2 separate regions of the Sus scrofa genome follow, and region 2 is linked to region 1. A link is a contact called in public Hi-C data. All regions are on one chromosome and are shown on one strand. The core of a region is the stretch at or near the end of the contact, and the rest is flanking DNA. Distances in the headings are between cores, read along the strand shown. Region 1 overlaps SCRN1 (secernin-1). Region 2 has its middle 60 kb from the start of PRR15.

Region 1 (7,462 bases), core at 3,219-5,718:
ACTTCCCTCCTGGTTATACAAAATAATTACAAGGGTTTTAATTATCGTGATTAGGAAGGCACCAGACCAAGGCAGTCCATCTTCAGAGTAGACTACTTGCCTTGATGAGATGTTAGTTACACATTCATGTTCTGTGCCACGGGGATGGAAATTCAAAATAAAATCATTCAAGGACAGAGGAAAGGAATGAGCAGAAACCAAAAACCACAATTAGGGAGAAATCCCAGGAATCTGGCATCTCTTCCCTAGACCCATCACTGCCTTCTTGCCCTCTCAACTCTGGTGGTGTCCACAGGACAAAGGCTTAGCCCCTGGCCCACAATCTCCAATGCAGAGGCATCGAGTCACAGCGCCCCTACCATCCTCGCATCTCCCCGCTGGCACTGTTATCTGTGACTCCCCTGGTGTTTCATGTGTCTTTTCTATTTATTGATGTTCCCTCTGCAGATTCATTTCTTTGTACCCAACAAACTTTAATAAATGGGAATGCTTCCAGTCATTTGCTTGTCCAAGTCCATCGATGGTTCCAGTACCAGTCTAAGCCACCCGTTTCTAAGGATCATAAGGGCTAATGCGACATACTGACACAGAGGCCACCACTTTCCATAAAGTTCTGTGTCAGAAACGAGGCCTGGAGTTCCCGTTCGCAGCTGAAACGAATCCAACTGCGAACCATGAGGTTGTGGGTTCGATCCCTGGCTCTGCTCAGTGGTTGAGGACCCGGCGTTGCTGTGAGCTGTGGTGTAGGCCGGCGGCTCCAGCTCCAATTGGACCCCTAGCCTGGGAGCCTCCATATGCCGCAAGTGCGGCCCTAAAAAGACAAAAAAAAAAAAAAAAAAAAAGGAAACGAGGCCTTTCATTTTTTAGCTGAAATTTCTAACTACAGAATGTTCTCCTGGCTTTTGTGGCTAACTGAACTCATGATGGGTATTTGGGCAAACCAGCTGAGGGAACAACTTTCTCAAAAGCATCTTGTAAAAAGTAGGTAACACTACATTTATTTAGTTTTATTAATATAAGACGGGCAGAGCGTTGCTTACAAATTTTATGAGCTTGTGTTAAAATGGAACAGCTTTCAACCTAAGTTGCACTCAACACTGCCCCCTCTGCTTAGCAAACTCCTCAAAAAATTCCCTAGGGAGTTCCCATCATAGCTCAGCGGTAATGAACCCAACTACTATCCATGAAGATGCAGGTTCGATCCCTGGCCTCACTCAGTGGGTTAAGGATCAGGCGTTGCTGTGAGCTGTGGTGTAGGTCACAGATGCAGCTCGGATCTACCATTGCTGTGGCTGTGGTGTAGGCTGGCAGCTGCAGCTCTGATTTGACGCCTAGCCTGGGAACGTCCATATGCCACGGGTGTGGCCCTAAAATGATAAAAAAAAGTCTTAGGTAGAACAGTATCGTCTCCATCTCCATCAGGGTTAAGTTTTAGTTGCTCTGTTTGGAATGTGGTGCAGGGAGATGAAGTTTACCTGATAGGTCATTTGGCTTCAGGGAAAACATGGGTCTGAATCTCTGTTTTGCATCTTACAAATTTAGGGAAGTACCAAGTTTAACCAGTTTATGCCTCAGTTTCCTCATCTGTAAAATGGGAGCATAAATACGTATGTAAGCATATAGTTGTGAAGATAGAATAATGTAACACCTGGGCAAGCCCTTAACCCTTGGGTCACAACAGACCCAGGTATCAGCATGCATGTGTGCCTGCACACACAGACACATACACATACACACACTCTCTCTTTCTCTCTCTCTCTCAGACAAGCAGTTTGCTAATTACACACAGAGTCACACACAGGGCTCTCACTGGCGGCATCCCAGGAGTTCCATTCAGATGAACTACCCAGATCACCAGCTCTGCTGTTGGATAACAAGGAGAGAGCAGTAATTAAAATTCATAGATGCTCCTGAAATAAATATCATCTAGAAACTGATTTCAAAGTTAGCTGCTACACACTTTGCATCTGAGTTAGTTAAGGACCTGATTTGCCTTATTGGCTGTCATATTAATGGAAGCACAGATAAGTTCTTTCATGACCCAAAGGGCCCAACTGAGTGGAGGAGAAAAGCAATGGCCCAAGATAAGTGACAAAGTGGATCATGAACTTGAAAGCCATTGACTGTGAAGGTGGGTGAAGTGGCCATAGTTCTAGGCCCCCCTGAGTTTCAGGTGGGACAGGTGGGGCCTAAGGGGAGTGGGGAAAGCTTAATGGAGAGAAAGGGCTGTGGACTCCAGAAGCAAGTTCCAAATGCTGAGACCTTCCCCCAGGAGGCTTTGGCATCCTTCGTGAACCTGTTCTGTTATGAATCGAATTGCATCCTCCAAAAGTTCATGTGTTGAAGTCCTAACCCCACACCTCAGAAAGTGACCTTATAGGGGGAGAGAGTTGTTGCAGGTGTCAGCTGAGGTCCTGCCAAGTCCAGTGTGACTGGTAAAATGGGGAAATGTGGACACAGACACACAGGGAGGGTCGTATACAAAGAGGAAGAGAGAGACCAGCGCGATGCTTCTCCAAGCCAAGAGATACGGGGATGGCCAGTAACCACCGGAAGCCAGGTGAGAGGCACGAAACAGCCCTCAGAGGGAGCCAGCCCTGCCAGCACCTTGATCTTGGACTTTAGCCTCCAAAACTGTGAGAGAGAATCCATTTGTTGTTGAGGCCACCCAGTTTGCAGGCCTTTGTTAGGGCAGCCCTAGCCAACTCATACATTCTCGGTAACTTTGGAGTCTTGCAGTTTATGAAAAAAAAAGAGCTGAGAATAAAAGATTAAAGAGTCAGCAGCTCCTTGGCGTGTAAACAGGGCTGACATCCACTCTGACCTTGACAGAGGTCACACGTTGCCAGTGGTTAAGTCCTGTTTTCACGAACAAGACATTTAGTTGCATTTACCTGTCACGTGGAGACAAAATCATGGAAGCAGTCTGGCGTTTCTAGGTCACAGAGGGGAGAGAGCTGGGTTTTTTCCTGAAGTGGCATCCTTTCCTCCAGTGGCGCTGCTGTGGCTTTAAAATAAAGAGGTTTGTTATAGATGACAACAGCCATTCTGATGACTGTTCTAAATTTGGTAAAATACACACAACAAACTTACCAGAGCTCTTTGATGGCTCAGCCGTTTAAGGATCCAGTGTTGTCCCGCTGTGGCTCTGGTTCGATCTCTGGCCCAGGAATTTTTGTGTGCCATGGGTGCAGCCAAAAAAACACAAACAACTTACCATCTTGACCACGTTCAAGGGCACAGTCATGAGAAGTACATTCACGGTGTTATATGGCCAGTCTCCAGAACTCTCTTAGCAGCTTGCAAACCTTAAACTCTGTACCCCTTCAACAGGAACTCTTCCTTCCCCTTTTCCCCCAGTCCCTGGCAGCCACCATTCTCTTTTCCGGCTCTCTGAGATTGACTGCTCTTGGTACCCCCAAAAAGTGGAATCAAATATTTGACTCGTTGAGAGTGGCTTATTTCACTTAGCATAATGTCCTCTAGGCACATCCGTGTTGTAGCATGGGCCAGAACTGCCATCCTTTTTAAGGCTGCATAGTCCATTGCTTGGATTTTGTTCATCCATTCATTCCCTGATGGACACTTGGGGTGCTTCCACCTTGTGGGTATCGTGAATAACACTGCTGTGAACATGGGTGGAAAGATACCTCCTGGAGACCCTGCCTTCCGTTCTCTGGGGTCCACTCAAAAGTAAAATTGCTGGATTATATGCTAATTCTACTTTTAATTTTTTTGGAGGAATCTCCATACTAGTTTCCATATCAGCTGCCCCGTTTTATGTTCCCGCCAACAGTGCGCAGAGTTACAATTTCTCCATATCCTTACCAACATTTATTTTCCTTTTTTAAATAGTAACCATCCTGATGGGTGTCAAGTGGTATCTTACGGTTTTGTGCTTATTTTAAAGAGTGATTTTATCCACGGAATGGATAAACGGAGGAAATGCTGAACTGGTTGACTTTGCCAAAAATTCCAGCCAGAAAATAACATCCCCTTGATGCATTTCCCATGTTGTGACCGACACCCACACTTATTCACTTACTCATACGCAAGGACACAGGGCATTCATTTCAGTATTTTTTTTATTGTATGCTGGATGTATTTAGACACAATTCCAAGAACAAGCGCTGGATGGGGAAGTTATCTGGTTTGCAGATATTTGTACAAAAGGCTGTTAAGACTACACAGTCAGTTCCCACTGCAGGAAAACAGGAAGACTTTCCTTTTTATTATTCTCTGCCCATAGCATTTTCCAGCTCACACATTTAACTTCTCACAGCATGACCGCAAACACGTACAGATACATCCCCACGAGAAATCAGCCTTGACGTCTCGGGACATCTGGATTCAATCAGAAGAAGCACATGTGATACAAACCGTAGGAGGGGATCTGGGACTTAGGAGCGTGTGGAATGAAATGCCATGGCAGCAAGGAAGCACAAGGCAGTGATGGCCTGCAGGTCACGTGACCTGCCACCCCTCCCCCTCCAGAGAGGACCGGCCAGCTTGGTGGCTTCCCTTCCCTCCTTCCTCTGTGTGCTTCCTCCCAAAGCTGAGCCCAGCTGGAGACCTTCCCCAGAAATGACCTGCCTGCCTGTCAGTCAGGTATGCAGTTAGTGATTTCGTAACAGACACACTGGTCCCATCTGGCTTTCCTGCTGGGCCAGGCAGAGCTGTGTAACACCTGTACCCATGTGGGATGACATCAGGCAGCAAAGTAGTTTGCCTGGTTGATAATTATTTTTATATGTAATAATTCACCCAATAGTGAAGGAACTTCACTGCTAATGTCTAATAGGCATACACCTGCTCTGGGAGAGCACTTATCAGAAGGGCTCTAATAATAACACTGTCTTAGGTTACAGGGCACTAAATCACCATAGTTTCAAGTATACACCTAAAATTCCAAACCGCCTCCGAAAGCGAAAGAGGTACTACTTCTGCTTTGCTAATTTACTGGGGCTTCTGCCCCTCCCTGGTATGAGCCTTCATCCATGGTGAATCCCACTTACTAACCAAAACTAACCACCTTATTTATGTTTGGTGTGGGACGCGGGGGATCGGAAAAGACTCTGTCCTTCACGGCCGTGTCTTCTTTCTGCACAAGGCATGCACAGCCCCTGACCCTCCCCCAAGTCTTAATGGATACACACAAGGTATGCTAGGAGGCTATTTACATACTGACCTTTAAACATGATTTTCATTGTTCATCCTGAACATTCACTTTCCCCATACTGCCTTCAGAAAAGCAATCCCTGGTCAAGAAGGCATCCATGTAATGATAAGCATTTTCCAAAAGCAGAGTCTGTTAGGAGCATTTAGAAACAAACATCTCCCCTGCAACAGTGCACTCAAAATCCAACTACGTATTTCAAGCTGTTAATCTAAGTCACTAGAAGCGAGTACAGCCACATCAGCAGATTCTTTGCCCTCTTCTTGTCTTTACCCACAAATCCCAACGCACGAAGAACCGGTCCACCACGATTATTTGGGTTTTAGCTGTACACAGAAGACCTGTGTACAAGCCTAATGGAAGGATCCCAGCCCTGTTGAGCGTCTGCCAGGCTGTGCCACGGAAGGGCTGCCACGCCCTCTAGTGGTAAAACAGTGGCACCACAATTGTGATGTATCAGCGTCCGCCACGGCAACTCTCAATTAGACTGCTCTCAACTCTCACTCTCCCTGGGTTGCTGGACTGAGGTCAATGTCCCTAACAGCTGAAATAGCCAGCATTTTTCCCGCTGCACAGTGGCTGGGTAAGGGCATAAGTCTGTCTGGGTTATCCATGACCTTTCTTTGGCCCATAATAATGAAAGCAGGCCTCTGTGTAATTTATTCTCACTAGACTTCTTTTGGTCAAACCCCTAGGGTATCTCAGACATGCCAGGTCTGATGAAATGTTTCCATAACACACAGAGGTGAGACCACGTGGTGGAAATTTTTACTTTGTTTATCATGCGGAAATTCCCCGGCCAGGGATCAAACCCATGCCACAGCAGTGACCCAAGCCACAGCAGTGACAATACTGGATCCTTAACCAGGGAGCTCCTATGGTGAGATTTTAGAGCGGCTTTCGGCAGGTGGGCTTCGGAGGGGCTGAGGTACCTACATCATCCTCAAACCTCACCCTTCCCTGCTCAGCAGCTGTACACAGATGCTCTGAGAACGGCCCCCACCTAAGAGGAGACCTGAGTTCATCCGCAGGGAGAGCCCAGGCCAAACCTGGACGAAACGCAGCAACTCTAAGCCACTGTGAACGGGTGCTGTTCACTCCATCAGCTCAAATATTCCTCCCACCTCTCCCTGCTCGTCGTCGGTGACTTTACATATAGAATCTGCAGAACTGCTGGGCAGAAAGCTCACCATGCTCTTAGGCCCACACCCTCACAAGGGAGTTAGTAGAAAAAAAGATTTGTTCCAGTGAAACCTGTGACCCTCAGTGTCCACATCTGTGCCTGGGGCCTGAGTCCCTTCCAGCTCGCGTGGCCTTTGCTAACCTGCTGTGGAGAAGGAGTCACTGACTCTAAGTCACTTCCAAGACAACTGGCACTCACAGTATTTTCATGTGCAAATGCCTATTGACGATGCAGTTAATGAGGCCCTTATGGTACAGGGGAGGCTGGAGCAATGAAGCCGCTGTCCCACCACCAGCTGCCGTGTTAACACACACTCGTCATCTCCGCCCCTTTCTATGTCAAGAGTGGTGGAGAGTCTCAATAGCTGGAGGTAAGCCCACCCCCACCCCCACCACCTGCCCACTTCAGCTGCCAGTCTGAAGGCGGCCCCTGGGACACCTGCCGGGCCTGAGGCATAAAGCCAAGGACCAGGCAAAGCCAGGTGCTTCCTCCCAGGCGCTGTGGGATGGAACAGGCCAGGCAGCCAGGGCAGGGGTGGGCCTGTTACCCGGGAGTGAAATGCTTCTCCATCCATCTGCACCCTCGCTGCCCTCTGTCTTCCCAGGGCTGGGCCCATCTGGTCCTCCTCGCACGCCTTTCTGGGCTCTGCTGGTGACCCAAATCCTTCACGCGCACACGACGTGGGAAACAAATCAGTTTAATTAAAGTCTCTGCTAAGATAATGGGGAGGCTGCTCAGATTCCAGCTACTTTAACTCCCATCTAAACAGCCAAGAGCGTCTCCTTTTCTCTCCCTCATTAGCGGAGAAATTTGCAGCTTTGTGGAGTGGAACTCTGCCCCGGGGCCATTTAATTAATCCTAAACTAGATGGCGGCGGCCAGGCCCAGGATCAATTCTGGACACCGCCACATCCGCGGGCGGCAGCCACGCCGTGGTCCGGGGCCATCCTGGCGCGGCTGCCTCTGCATCTCTAAAGCGGGCGGGTCCCCGCTCCCACGGAGGAAGCCGGCCGGGAGTCCGCGCACCCACACACGCAAGCACAGTGCACAGAAGCCGGGTTCTTTCGGATCCCCGGCAGCAGGGTGGCCGGGGCCTGCAGCGGA
Region 2 (7,462 bases), core at 3,504-6,003, 140 kb before region 1:
ATTGGCAAGAACCTGAATAATACTCACGGTCAACTCTCTCTCTCTTTTTATTTGACCTCAGTATATGAAAGTTTCCAGGCCAGGGATTGAATCTGAGCTGCTGCAACTTATGCCACAAAAAACCAGATCCTTAACCCACTGCACCACAGCAGGAACTCTTGACTGTCTCATTATCTTCATTTTCTATTTAAGCATGTTTCCCTTGATAATTGATCCTTCTGAAGTGATGACTTTAATACACTGATCATTCATTTAAAAATTATTCTTGGGAGTTCCCATTGTGGTGCAGAGGGAACGAATCCAACTAGTATCCATGAGGATGCAGGTTTGATCCCTGGCCTTGCTCAGTGGGTTGGGGATCTGACATTGCTGTGAGCTGTGGTGTAGGTCACAGACACAGCTCAGATCATGTGTTGCTGTGGCTGTGATGTAGGCTGGCAGCTGTAACTTCAGTTCGACCCCTAGCCTGGGAACCTCCACATGCCATGGGTGTGGCCCTAAAAAGCCAAAAAATAAAAATTATTTTTTTTTCCGCTCACTAGTTCCTCCTTAGACACCAAGAGGTGAAACAGAATGTTGCTGATGCCACTTCTGAGGGGTTTATTACGTATTTGTTACACTGGGAGAAGAGATTGAGATTTTTTTTTTGGCTACATTCTCAGCATGGGAAGTTCCCAAGCCAGGGAACAAACTCATGTTACAGTGGCAACCTGAGCTGCGGCAGTGATGACGCCGGATGTTTAACCCACTGTGCCACAAGAGAACTCCCAAAACTTCTGCCAACAAATATTAAAAAGAATATTTCTCATCAAAAAAGTTATATAACATCAACAACTACAAGAGTACACATTTCACTCTTTTTTCTTAATGTAACAACTCTGTTTCCCCATGGTTTCTGATCTTCAGGAATGTGCAGAGTTTTTACTTCTGTAACCTGAGTTTCCCAGGGCCCACGGGTCCAGGCAGACAATTAAGAGGGTGTACCTTACTCTTACAATAGCGTCAATCCCATCCCTGGTTTGAGCTGCACTCCTTCCCCTCTGCAGCAGAATCACTAGATCCTCCAGCCCTTCTCCCTAAATCTATGTGGTCTCTAAGAAGGGTCGGGGGTGAGGCCATCCTGGTCACAGGCTGTCACTAGTGAAGATTTCCTTTCTAGGACTGGTGGCACCCTATTCGTTCTCCTGGTCTGATAACCATGGAGCGGAACAGATAATGGTACAATCAGCTGCCCTCAAGGGCTCACTGTCTGTTGAATAAGACCAACCTCTAAAGGAGATAAATACAGCCATGGTGTTACGTCTATACCACGTACTGGAGCCAAACAGTGGTGGGGGAGTTCCCTTTGTGGCTCAGCGATGAACAAACCTGACCAGGATCCATGAGGATGGAGGTTTGGTCCCTGGCCTGGCTCCGTGGGTTAAGGATCCGGCGTTGCCATGAGCTGTGGTCTAGGTGGCAGACGTGGCTCGGATCCCTTGTTGCTGTGGCTGTGGTGTAGGCCAGTGGCTACAGCTCCAATTTGACCCCTCGCCTGGGAACCTCCATATGCCTCAGGTCCAGCCCTAAAGTAGCAAAAAATAAAGAATAAAAATACCAATGGTGGGTGTTTAGGGGAGGAAGGAAATAATGGTCGGGGGACACTGGAAGATTGAATGGAGACCTAGGGCGTTGAACAACCCTTATCAAAAGGACAAATGGGAAGGGCCACCTAGGCAGCAGTTCAGAAGCCTGGCTGAACCATTCAAACCACCTGAGGAGTGGGGTTTTTTTGTTTTGGTTTGGTTTGGTTTTTGTTTTTTTAATACCTTCAGAGTTTCTGATTTAGTTGGCCTGAGTTGAGGCCCAGATAAGGACATTTAAAAATATTCCCAAGAAAAGTCAGAATGAAGCCTGTGGTACTGGCTTAGAGTTAAAGATACTAGTATGAATTCATTTTATTTTAATATTTATACATGAAGAAATAAATATAAATATGCATGTACTTCTGGGTTAGTATGCATCTATTTCCTAGTTCTGTTCACTGAGAGGGCTGAGATGCAATGACACCCCAGTAATTACAAACACACTCAACACCAGGTCTTAGTTTCTAGACACCAGTCTCCAATGAAAGGAAACAGGGCTCTCTGCCAAAATGGCATATTCTCAGGCCTGAAGCAGGGAAAATATAAGACAAACTTGGAACATCTTTGGAGTATCAGGAAATAAGGAAGTGTTTAAAAGAAAGATGCAGTGGGGGTGGGGAGAGCATGCCACAAGGGACATAGGGGTGAGCCTGAAAGAGCTCTCAATGGCCAAAGCTGGAATAACTTGAACAACAGAATAAATAAGGGTAGTATTGGATTATAACCTAAAGCATAAAATAAATACCCAGGAGCTCACACTTAAATAACAATTAAATAATTAAATAAATGGGGGAGGGGTAGAACCTTCCTTACAGAAAAATTTCCCATTAATAAATGCAGGAGAAATAAAGGAAATGGAAAATCCTCTGTAGCACACCGCAGTAAGAACTGCTGGTTAGCAAGATTCCTAGATAAGTATAAAATCAGGCGGCAAAACTTTAAGGAAAAATAGGATTTTGCATAGCCCTAAAGTGTCTCCTTCAAAATATGTATTTGACTTAAGCTTACATTTTTAAAAACATGCTTCTCTCTCGAAAAGGTGAGGCTTAATTCCCTTCCCTTTGAGTGTGGGCTGGATTTAGTGACTTGCTAATTAAGATACTGTGAAGAAAATTAATGAAGAGAAACTTGAGTTAAAATACATTTGGGAGACCAGAAGGGGGAGCTCTCATGTCCAGCAAGACCGAGGAAGAAGAAAGACCTTTTCTTTCTGGCAAGAACTGTGCCAGTGAAAAGCCAAGGCCTCTGTTTACTACCCCAACTTCCTTTTCCTCCCTATAAAGGCATTCTCCTTCCATTGGCAGGTAGGAACTTGCAGGCCCCAAATGCTACGCTCTGCTGATCCCCCAAAAACCTTGTTTGCTGGAGAAATAGCCGGCCGACTGTTTGTTCCAATTCAACCACATGAATGGAGATAAACAGTAACTTTCCAGTAGGGAAACCTGGCAGACACCACCTGACCAAGTGATCGAAGGTGATAACTTCACTGGAAAAAGTCCTGCTGCTATTACGTGTCCCCTGATATGAAGCAACAGAAGGGCACATAGCCTCTGTGGTTTTCTACTCCCCAAACCCACAACCCCAATTCAGTCATGAGAAAACATCAGACCAACGAGAGGCACATCCTACCCAATACCTGATTAGTGTAAAGATCCTGAAAAACAAAGAAAGACAGAAACTCCCACAGATTGGAGGAAACCAAGGAGACATGTCAAGTAAATACAATATGATTTCCTAGTTTGGCCCTTTGAACAGGCAGAAGACATTAGCGGAAAAACTGATGACATCCAAATGAAGTCTATAGCTTACTTACTAATGTGCTAATGTCGATTTCCTAGTTTTGGTAAATGTACTTGGTATGTAACATTTTATTTTATTTTATTTTTTTATTTTTTTTTTTGTCTTTTTTTTTTGTCTTTTGTTGTTGTTGTTGTTGTTGTTGTTGCTATTTCTCGGGCCGCTCCCGTGGCATATAGGGACATTCCCAGGCTAGGGGTCCAATCGGAGCTGTAGCCACCGGCCTACACCAGAGCCACAGCAACGCGGGATCCGAGCGCGTCTGCAACCTACACCACAGCTCACGGCAACGCCGGATCGTTAACCCACTGAGCAAGGGCAGGGACCGAACCCGCAACCTCATGGTTCCTAGTCGGATTCGTTAACCACTGCGCCATGACGGGAACTCCGGTATGTAACATTTTAAAATTTAAAATATAAATAAGCATAAATTGTTTAGATGTGCTCCAGATGGTGCTAATGGACAGTCAGGGTTGAGACGCCCTACTCTAGGTAAAGACAGACATTTGAGTTGCATCACAAAGTGATAAAATATCCTGAGCCATTGGAGGGATATTTTGAGAAGTTTGTTACGGTTATATTTTTCTCTAGTGTCCGTGATAAGGTGGAAAATGAGGGAAGAGAGGTGGCTGGTCAGAATATAAATTGTCTTTTTATCATACAGGATAAGGTCTTTACACTGCAAGCTTTGGGAAGCCATGATGATTTTTCAAGCAGAGTGAAATTGGAACTTTATATTAGGGGTTAGTTTTTAGGAACGCTATGTTACTTAAATGCTTTATAACAACAGCAATTACTTTAAAACATCTTACAAATTTATTCTTTGAAGGATGCCAAAAGAAACTTATTTTGGAAAATGTCAGTGTACCTTCCTTGATGCGCTTCTGTCTTATGCCACCTTCTCCCTAGTTGGGCATCGCAGGCAGGGACTGCGGGAGTGTTAAGATTATAACAGCAAAAATGCAATGGGAGAGTAAGAATTAAAGATAAGCTTCCAACATGCAAAGGAGGATTTTGCAAGATGGAATTTGCAAGCTAGGCTGAGTCAAGATGAGACAGACCACAAATTTGATGGAAGGTCACTCCAGACCACAAGGGAAGTAGCAAGGCAAGCTCGGCCCTCTAGCCCCGGGAGTGATCCTTTGGTAGTTTAACATTTTTACCAGAAGCAGATCTCTATTAGACAGGATCTTCCTCTGAGTCTTCAGGACAACGAGCCTGTGGAGAGAGCCAGGCAGAGTTGTCTAATCAGCGACTCCCTGTGCCTAGCTGCCTGGAAATTCAGCTTCTCAAAGGAATGAGGGCTCCCTTCCCTCTGGCAGCTTGAATCCTGTTTCTTAAAGGCTTGCCAGGAGCTTACGGTTGATGATGTCAGACAAGCCTTTACACAGCCTGGTGTGTCTCCAAGAGTGTTGGTGCCTATGTTCGGAGAGCTTATCACCTACATACCAAGTGTTCTCTTATTTGTACTATAAGAAAATAGACTAGAAGCGGATAGAGAGCCTCCCTATAAATAAGCTCACAGCATGTCCATCTGCACTGCTCTGACTCTGTCTAATTGTTAAAAATATCCATCAATGGAAAACAAGTTAACTAAACTTGTTAACTAGGACACTATGTAATCATTACAAATGATGATGGGATATACAATTTTAAGTTGGAAAGAAGTCTACAAATACCTTGAATAAAAGGAAATAAGTTAAATTCAGCTTGAGTGTGCTGCAATTCATGAAAATAGTGTTACATAAATTGTGCATAAAGAGTGTGTGTCTGTATAGGCACAGAAAACAATATGGAAGAATATTCATGAATTTAGCATCTTTCATCTCTGAGAGATGGTGCTTTGATTCACTTGAGCTTTTTTCTTCAGGCTTTCTGTGTTTTTTTTTTCACTTTCATGTTATGTTTTATTTTTTATAATCAGAAACATAAGCTACTTTGAAATAGAATAAAGTACTATTTCTAATTGCAGCCCTTGAATAGAAGAGGAGAGAGGGGTTGGCCTGGGGTGAAGTGGTCCCTGTGATAAGGAGGTAGCCGATGATGGCTCAACTATGAAGGCCCCACATCTCTGGGGCTTAAGGAGTCAGGGAAACCTTTTACCATCCTTTGGGCCATCCCCAAGGCATGCGGAAGTTGCCGCCCTTGGGATCCAACTCAAGCCACAGAAGTGACAACAAATCCTTAACCACAAGGCCACCAGGGAGCTCCCTACCATCCTGATCAGGAGCCACTTAGACACCTCGGTTAATAAAACTTCTAGAATGCAGCAGCAAACTAATGCATTTAATCCACAGGGCAGTTGCAATTTGCAACTGATTTCCTGAATTATTTTAGAAAGTGTGTTGTGATGAGGGTGATAAATCAGGTATCTCAATGTCCAGCAGGTTCTTAACCCCAAAGCCCAGTAATTCCTCTCATAATTATTTATTTCCTTTGAATCAACCCTTTAGAGAGGACTTCATACCTGCTGACCCACTGATTATGTAAGACTTGCATAATTTTCATTTTCTTAATCCAAGGAGAGTTTTGCACGAGGTCCTGTGGTTCTGGTTGGTGACGATGTTTCAGATTCTGCTTGGGATCATGGACAGTGTCCTGTGAAAGGCTTAGAATAGCACTGGCGCAAAGTATGGTTTATAAATCAGGGCTTGTTCACAACAAGACCCAAGACACGTACAGAGATCAGGGGGGATGCCTATTGCTGCGAGGACATAGGGCTCTCAGACATTGCAAAATGGTCTGGCCACTTTGGACACTGCTTGATGGTTTGTTTTAAAGTTGAAACACTTTTTACCCTTACCATACCACCCAGCAATCCTGCTCTGAGGTAGTGATTCAATACCATCTATGCCACACAAGGACTGGTATGTAGCAGCGTTCTTTATTCTTGCCAGAAACTGGAAACAGCATCACAGCATCTATTTCTGTCAGCAAGTGGATAAACAAATTGTGAGAGATCCATATTATGGATGAGCAAGAAAAAAGGAATGAAGTAATATATCCGACCACATGAATGAGGTTCAGAAATATTATTTTAGGTGAACGAAGTCAAACACAAAAGCCTCCATGCCGTTTGATTCCATTTACATGAAGTTCTACTAAAGGTAAATCTATTCTGACAGAAAGCAGATGAGTGCTCGTCTGGGGCTGGGGATCAGCGTGGAGAGAATCTACTGAAGAGGGACAGGGGGAGAGTCTCAGGACGACGGAGTCGTTCTATCTGATTTCTGTGGAAGCTAAATGACTATATACACCATCGGCCAAATTCATCAAGCAGAAAGTGAGTGCATTTTATTATACATATATATTGTAATTCAGTTTTTTAAAAAGAAAGAAAGAGAGGGTGGGAAGAAAAGAAGGAAGGAAGGAAGGAAGGAAGGAAGGAAGGAAGGAAGGAAGGAAGGAAGGAAGAGGCCAACAATAGGAAATTTTCATTCTGAACGTAAAGTATTTTGAAAGGGAAGAGGAATTTCACTGGGTCCCAAAAAGGGGGACAATTTTGAGCCATGACCAATAAGACTGAAGTGGAGGTATTTTTTACTGCACGTTAATCATAATGAGTTTTGAGCATCTTCTGTAACCCGGGTGCAGGCAAGGACTGACACCCACATTGCAGTCTTGCTACATCATGTCCACTGCTGGGTCAGAGCATCACTAGACCTGGGGTCTCTCCAAAACCCTGCCATAACGCCTGCACATACTTTCAGATTCAGCCTTTAGAGTGGGGGCCCCTTCCCCCAAAAGCAAAATGTCATTCTTACTGTAACATTTGTCTTGTGTTTTCTTTTTTACTAGTACCTCAGAGAAGAGCATCAACAGCCTAAGGTTTACATCAATGAGTCCAGGCTGTTTCCATAGCAACACCTCTAATTCTCTGGAACTGCAATTTTATGTCAATTTACTATTAATGGAAGACAAAACAAAAGAAAGCAGACAGAACACAGAAACCTTAGCACCTCAGACTGACAAGCAGAACAAAGAAGAAGGGAAGCAAACATGTCATTTGCAAGGTTTTTAATTCTTAGTGGTTTATGATG

Evidence for each region. A called contact is a pair of places that touch in the nucleus more often than the background predicts.
Region 2: a Hi-C map of embryonic fibroblasts shows a contact between it and region 1, with 2.6 times the contacts expected there. The contact joins two enhancer-like sites. A contact is called at or near these places in 1 of 5 promoter capture datasets (liver), 22 of 47 Hi-C or Micro-C datasets (adipose tissue, alveolar macrophages, embryonic fibroblasts and 12 more) and 1 of 2 datasets of contacts at active chromatin or transcription factors (skeletal muscle).

Annotation. Positions count from the first base shown.
Region 1 is chr18:42,984,532-42,991,993 of Sscrofa11.1, reverse strand. SCRN1 (secernin-1) reads right to left here. Exons shown (of 8, transcript XM_021078608.1): 8 at 4,068-7,462. It overlaps WIPF3 (WAS/WASL-interacting protein family member 3), which reads left to right. Exons shown (of 8, transcript XM_021078574.1): 8 at 1-499. Among named protein-coding and RNA genes, the nearest start is that of WIPF3, 37 kb to the left of the region's middle. Within about 2 kb of position 4,468, at least 24 of the 83 cell types and tissues checked have an H3K27ac peak or open chromatin away from gene starts, as enhancers often do. A contact at or near this core is called in embryonic fibroblasts, where this site is marked.
Region 2 is chr18:43,121,537-43,128,998 of Sscrofa11.1, reverse strand. No RefSeq gene overlaps it. Among named protein-coding and RNA genes, the nearest start is that of PRR15, 60 kb to the left of the region's middle. Within about 2 kb of position 4,753, at least 7 of the 83 cell types and tissues checked have an H3K27ac peak or open chromatin away from gene starts, as enhancers often do. A contact at or near this core is called in embryonic fibroblasts, where this site is marked.